Linked DNA regions of Sus scrofa: region 2 is linked to region 1. The links are chromatin contacts, called in public Hi-C maps. All regions are on one chromosome and are shown on one strand. Each heading gives the region's core, a stretch centred on a gene start, on an enhancer-like site or on the middle of the called end of the contact. The rest is flanking DNA. Distances are from core to core; before and after follow the strand shown. Region 1 has its middle 19 kb from the start of SERINC2. Region 2 overlaps THRAP3 (thyroid hormone receptor-associated protein 3).

Region 1 (3,728 bases), core at 1,102-3,601:
TAGGTAGCACATTGGTCAGCTGTGATCTTGTCTCCATCCAAATGCATCCCATGGGACATTGTCAACAAAAGAGATCCCAAGAATGGAGAGACTGTGGTAAAGCCATTTGCCCCGAGACAGTTTGAGCTTGTTTGTGTCTCGCAGCAGAGGAAGAAACTCGAAGCAATGATTTGGTCAAATTCAGGTTTGCCCTGGGTACTTTGATTCCTTCATATCAGAATAAGACATTTCTTTTTTCACCATTAAGTGTTCAACAGACATCTCTGACCCTTGATCTCAGCTCCTCTCTGCACCCTTCTCTGTATCTGAGAGAACTTTCACTAAGATTGCACAAGCCAATGTGGCAGGAAAAATTGTTTAATTTTAAAAGAATGCAGTATCTGGAGTTCCTGTTGTGGCTCAGCAGTAACGGACCTGACTAGCATTCATGAGGATGCGGGTAGGATGGGGGTTTGATCCCTGGCCTCAATCAGTGGGTTAAATATCCGTTGTTGCTGTGAGCTGTAGTGTAGGTCACAGACATGGCTTGGAACTGGCATTGCTGTGGCTGTGGTGCTTCCATAAGCTGCACCTGCGGCCCTAAAAAGACCAAAAAATAAATAAATTAATGAAAAGCAGTATCTGTTATACTCACCCTTACCCTTCAAAACCCTACTCACATGTCACCTCCCTTCTGATATTTCATTTTCCAACACTGCTATGGCTGTGACTTGTCCATAATCCTATCGTACTTGTTTAGACAAGAGGGTAAATGTTTACTAATCCGTGCCCTTGACTAGGCTGTGAATTTTCCCTCAAGGGTGAAGATTGTGGTTGTCTTGCATGCTATTATTTGGCACAAGACACTGTGCAGGGTCTGGCACCAAGGGTTTTCTCAGTAAATCTGTCAAGTTAAAAACCTGAGGAAGTTCCCGTGGTGGCACAGCGGAAATGAAGCCAATTAGTATCCATGAGGATGCAGGTTTGATCCCTGGCCTCACTCAGTGGGTTAAGGATCTGGCATTGCCAGGAGCTGTGGTGTAAGTTGTACATGCAGCTTGGATCCCGTGTTGCTGTGGCTGTGATGGTTGGCAGCTGTAGCTCCAATTTGACCCCATCCTGGGAATCTCCATATGCCACGGATCGGCCCTAGAAAGCAAAGCAAAGCAAAACAAAACAAGAAACAACCTGAATATATGCGTTCCCTGGTGGCTCAACAGATTAAGGATCCAGCATTGTCGCTACAGTGGCTTTGGTTACTGCAGTGGCTTGGGTTCAATCCCTGGCCCAGGAACTTCTGCATGCTTCGGGGGCAGCCAAAAAACCAAAAACAAACCCGAATAAATATTCAATATCATGTGACCTTCCATAATCCCTGGGAAATGATTTCAGCCTAGTCCTTCCTTAAATTTTTTTTTTTTTTTTTTCCTGGGAATTCCCATCATGGCTCAGTGATTAACGAATCCGACTAGGAGCCATGAGGTTGTGGGTTCGATCCCTGGCCTTGCTCAGTGGGCTAAGGATCTGGCGTTGCTATGAGCTGTGGTGTAGGTCACAGACGCGGCTCGGATCTGGCATTGCTGTGGCTATGGCATAGGCTGGTGGCTATAGCTCTGATTAGACCTCTAGCCTGGGAACCCCCATATGCCGCAGGAGCAGCCCTAAAAAGAACAAAAAGACAAAAAAAAAAATTTTTTTTTTCTTTTTTGGGCACAGCATGGCATGTGGAGTTCTTAGGCCAAGGATCAGATCCAAGCCACAGTTGTGACCTATACCACAGCCAGATCTTCTCACCCACAGAGCCAGGCAAGGATCCAATCTGTGTCCTGGCGCTGTAGAGACGCCGATGATCCTGTTGCATCACAATGGGAACTCCTAGTCCTTCTTTAAGGACGTTCTCCTTGGAGGCCCTTGAACTGGCTCTTAATCTCCCTAAACACATAAATGTCAGAGCCAGAGGTCCTGAGGCCATTTAGCCTCATCAACTTGTGCAGATGGGGAAACGGAGGCCCAGGAAAGGGTAAGACTGACCTGAGTTCACACAGCTCATTAATAGGATGGAAACCAAGCCTTATGCCTCCTGGATCAGGCTTCATCCTATTACTCCCTTTTTAGAAACAGGGAAGCAGGCCTAGAGAAAGGAAGGGGAGCACAAGCTTACACAGTAATTGAGGGGCAGAACCAGGGCCCGGGAATTCTCCTGCCTCCCCTGGGCCTCCTCCTGACCTTTCCCTTCTTTTGAGGCCCAGCAGTGGGACTGGTGGGGCCTCCTCCATGTTTTCTGGGTCAAGGATCAAGATTGAAGGGCGATTCTGTGAGATCCTCCCAGATTCTGTGAGATCTGGGAGCTGATGGAGGCACGCACCAGTTTGTCCACTAGGTGGCACTGCAGATCCTATCTCGGTCCCCTTACTGTGCATCCAGCCTTGGTTCATCTGTACTGGGGCCAGACGGGGAAAACTGAGGCCCTGGGAGGAGAGGGATTTGTAGAGGTCACCCTGAGAGCTAGAGGCAGAGCTGGCACTTGTCTTGGGCCTCCTGACACCGGCCAGGTCATTCCCTAGGCGGCTGAACGTGGCCTGGGGGCGGGGCTTTTCCACCGTTTGCTGGTTGGCTGTCCCTGTGGCTAGTATGGTATTGCGCCTCTCCCTGGGCCACACTGGCCGCCCACGGAGTCACACCCCTCTTCACCTCTGCTCTGTCCAGGGACCCCTACCCTGTCTGCCGCCCGCTGTCATCAGCACAGGTCTTCGTGGTTTCAGAGACATTGTCACTTTCTGCCTGCCCGCTTTGCGTGCTTGGAGAAGGGGGCGGGCCTGGGGATCGGCGATGCGGACTCCAGTCAGACCAACTATGCAGCCTCAGACCAGGTTACCCATCTCTTTCTGCCTCAGTTTCCTTATCTGTAAAGCAGAGATTCTAGTGGTTCTTATCTCTCAGGGTTTTTGGGAGGATTACATGAGATAGCACATTAAGTCCTTGGGAGCTTTTTATCAAGCCTGAAACCTGCAGAGCATCTGGGAGAGATGTGAAACTGCCCCCTCACCCCTTATGGATGACAGACTGAGGCCCAGGGAGGTCAGTGAGCAATGATGATGTCATTTCCTCATTGAGGGCCAGGTATGATTGTCAGGCCATGACTCAAGAGTATAAGAAGTAGAACTTTCTTTTTCTTCAGCCCAGGGGGATGTAGAAGTTGAGGTGGGATGGGAATGCAAGTAGAACCAGCATTTGGGTTGCCCTGTGTGTGTGTTTCCCGCCATGTGTCTGCCTGGAACACCTTGGTGACACCCTCGTCCTTTTTGCTTTGAATGGCCCTCCGGGGCCACCGTCTTTCTCCAGTTCTCCCCGGTCACAGTAAAGGGCACAGGGATTGTTCTGCTGAGTTGGGGGTCACACTGTGGTTTGGGGGTCATTCTGGTAGGTCCCCCTTTGGGCTCTGGCTGCCACCTGCAGGGTCTTCTCAGGGCCTGTGGTGTCTCTGCTCTCAGCTCTTTCTGTTCCAGCCTGGGGAGGTCTCTAGTCTGAGTAACAGATGCCCTGCTTATATGGGGAATGGGGAGAGTAGGAAGAGGGTAAAATACCAGGAGAGAAACATACAGATCAATTATACCAACACATATTTCTGGAGCATCTTGTGTGTACCAGGCACTGTTCCAGATGCTTGGTACATTGCGGGGTTGCATTTTTTTTTTTTTTTTTTTTTTTTGCTTCTGTCTTTTTAGGGCTGCACCTGTGGCATATGTACG
Region 2 (3,423 bases), core at 358-2,857, 4.4 Mb after region 1:
ATCCTTTAACCCACTATGCCAAGTTAGGGATTGAACCTATGTCCTGGCACTGCAGAGATGCTGCCAATCCATTGTGCCACAGTGGGAACTCCAGATTTTCATATGTTTTAATTTTTGGGAGAGAAACAGCATTTTGATTAAAAGAATGAATAAAGGTGTTTCCCAGCAAAGGTTTGTCATTTTGATCTTAAATTATTCATTATTTTCTCTGATGTTTTAAAAAAAGAAAACAAACAGCTCGGTGTGTTAAGAACCCAACTGACAATCCATGCAGATGCTGACAATCCATGCAGATACAGGTTCGATCCCTGGCCTCACTTAGTAGGTAAGGATCTGGCATTGCCACGAGCTGTGGTGTAGGTCACAGATGCAGCTCAGATCTGGCATTGCTGTGGCTGTGCTGTAGGCCGACAGCTGCAGCTCCAGTTCAACCCCTAGCCCGGGAACTTCCATACACTGTAGGTGTGGCCCTAAAAAGAAAAAAAAATGAGGGAGTTTCCTGGTGGCCTGGAGGTTAAGGATTTGGTGTTGTCACCGCTATGGTTCAGGTTAGATCCCTGGCATGCTGTGAGTGCAACCAAAAAAGAAAGAAAGGGAAACATTTATGAAACTCTTATTCCTGTGTGGAAACCAGGCCTGAAATAATTAGTGTTGTGCTGAATGGAAAATGCCTGTCTCATTGACTTTTTCATACCTTTCCAAGTTACTGAGAAATAATGTGGTCCTGTTCCTTTAAAAAGTGAAAGATGGAAAGGGGGGAGTTTGCCATGTTATTGGAACAGAGAAACTAATTTACTCACTGACGAGCTGGAAGGAAATATGACCTCTTGCTGGCTGTGTGATGGAAAGAAGCTAGCAGCAGTGTCCCTCGCCCTGACAGGTGTCTGTCACAGAGCCCTGACTTGCTCTGGAAACTCGTCTTTCCAAGTGAGGTTGGTGCTGCCTGAATTTGGTGTAAGTGGATTGCCCCCATGCAAGTGATAGTTTATAAGTACAGTCAGAAGGTAAGTGGCCAAGTCCCTGGCCAGCTATTTTCAGGTAGATGGGCTAGTTCTTATAAAACAGTAGAATATGTTATGAATCTCAAATGATTTTTTCTGTAGTAAATTTCAGAGTTGGTGGGCTGGGAGTGGAGGGATGGTTCTTTTTTTAAAAGCAGGAAGTTTAGTTTAATTCCATTTTTAGAATCTGGCTGAAGTAAGGATGAAGAATGTCCTGGTCTGTTTGAAGACATTTAAGTTTTTTATCAGTGGTAGAGCTGTTCCAAACCCTCATTTTATTCTTGGGGAAAAAAGGCACAGAGAGATTATATTAAAAAAAACACCTGCTTCAGTTAAGGGGTTTTTGCCCTTATTAGCAGTATGAGTTTATTTTTGATAAATGTCTCTCTTTTAAGGTACCTGAACACTTGCTTGGTGCCTTTTTTTTTTTTTTCATCACATACCAGTGGCAACAAAAAAGATCAGTTATGTCCTCCTACAAGGGTCCTGATATTTTTGGGGTGGAGAGAGGGAAGAAAGTTTGCAGTAGCGGAACAGGCTAGAGCAGCAGCTGTTGTTTATTAGTTGATGACTGGTGCTTGGGCTTGAAAGGAGCAAAGTCAAGGAGACTTTCTCTGAGGCGGGACGGGCTCTCTGCCGATGAGACAGGAGCCCAGGCCCCACACCCACTCACAGAACACAGGGATCTGGTGGCTTTCAGAAGAGAACTCTTGTCAGAACAAGTCTGTTTTGCTTTGGGGAGCCCAAAGTAAGTAGCAGTACTGTTAGAAATTACCTGTTTTCCTCAAGTTTGAAGTAATGGCAGAAGTTACCACTTTTTTTTTTTTTTCCTGTGCAGTTTAGTTTGAATTTTGTGAAAAACAAGGCAGTGTTCCTGTTTACCATCCAGAGAAGTTAAGACTGGAAAAGGAAGGGCAGAGATTGAGTTTGGAGGACTTGGAATTGAACCTTTGTGGATAAGAGGTGGTTTATCCACCTGGTCAGTTACTTCCAGCATTGGCAGTATTCTTAACCAAGGGGGGTGGGGAGCTCTTTCTTTTATTATTATAAATAATCCATGGGCACTTTTATGTCAGGCTTGCCATTCCTTAATTAATATACTCTTAAACTACTTGAGAGTTTACCCTCAGGGAAGCTTCTTAATGTTCAAGTGAGAATTAAAAATTATCCATGTGTCCATGGATAACTAACATGAAATAGTTTTTTTTATGTAGTGAAAACAGTGTAGAGAGTTGGATCTTTTGTTTCTGCAGTAACTCTGACACGAGAACCAAGGCACAGCAACTTTCTCTAATGGGTGTGGGCTTTACTGGCAATCCCTTAACCCTCCAGTTTCTGAACACAGAGGGGTTCCTGTGCTGAATTGTTTCTGTGAAGTTTTTGGACTGGTTTCTCCTTTGAGTTTTTCCATCCTGGCAACTGTTAGGAAGAACACTTGAGAATTTGTTTTGTGTACAGGTCCATTGTTAGCTTAACTGAACTAAAATATATGCTCTCATTAATAAAAAAGGTTGTTTTCAGGGAAGTAGATAGTAAGGTTAGGATAAAAGCACATTGGTAAAAAAAGTACACTGTCAAATATATTTCTCCAGAAGCCAAATAAACAGTTGAAGTGAGCTCACAATTTTTACAGTGGATTTTGGCCTCTAGAATTAGAAGCTTTATTAACTTTTTTGACTTGCTAACTCAAAAATATTGTGTATCAGTGTGTATTTTCTACTCTCGGCTGTTATGAAGTAGTCACACGTCTAAAAACAAGTTGATGAAATAACCCACAATGGGAAAGGTATTTTGGACTTCCTGTAATTAGGAAATAGTTTAAAGTTGCACTTTGGAATTTATTTATTTATTTATTTATTTATTTATTTATGTTTTTTAGGGCAGCACTCAAGGCACATGGAGGTTCCCCAGGCTAGAGGTCTAATCGGAGCTATAGCTGCTGGCCTACACCACAGTCACAGCAACACCAGATCAGAGCTGCATCTGTGACCTACACCACACCTCATGGTGACGCTGGATCCTTAACCCACTGAGAAAGGCCAGGGATCGAACCCACAACCTCACGGTTTCTAGTCAGATTCGTTTCCACTGCTCCATTACGGGAACTCCTAGAATTTACTTTGTGTTTGAGCTGAATTTGGAATCATTGTTATTTGCTGATAAGTGAATTTCCTTTTAGACTTACTTGCTGAGCACACATGGAGAAGCTTATAGAGCTGAGCCTTTTGGGTCCCTTCATTTCATGTCTGGATTTTTTTTTTTCTCCCCTCCTCTCTGTCTTTTTAGGGCCACTCCCATGGCATATGGAGGTTCCCAGGCTAGGGATCTAATCAGAGCTGTAGTCGCCAGCTTATGCCAGGGCCATAGCAACGCGGGATCCAAGCCACGTCTGCGACCTACGCCACAGCTCATGGCAATGCCG

Evidence for each region. A called contact is a pair of places that touch in the nucleus more often than the background predicts.
Region 2: a Hi-C map of skeletal muscle shows a contact between it and region 1, with 11 times the contacts expected there. The contact joins two enhancer-like sites. A contact is called at or near these places in 2 of 47 Hi-C or Micro-C datasets (omental adipose tissue and skeletal muscle).

The regions. Positions count from the first base shown.
Region 1 is chr6:87,974,485-87,978,212 of Sscrofa11.1, forward strand. No RefSeq gene overlaps it. Among named protein-coding and RNA genes, the nearest start is that of SERINC2, 19 kb to the right of the region's middle. Within about 2 kb of position 2,352, at least 32 of the 83 cell types and tissues checked have an H3K27ac peak or open chromatin away from gene starts, as enhancers often do. A contact at or near this core is called in skeletal muscle, where this site is marked.
Region 2 is chr6:92,378,159-92,381,581 of Sscrofa11.1, forward strand. The region is part of intron 2 of THRAP3 (thyroid hormone receptor-associated protein 3); the gene reads left to right. Among named protein-coding and RNA genes, the nearest start is that of THRAP3, 30 kb to the left of the region's middle. Within about 2 kb of position 1,608, at least 7 of the 83 cell types and tissues checked have an H3K27ac peak or open chromatin away from gene starts, as enhancers often do. A contact at or near this core is called in skeletal muscle, where this site is marked.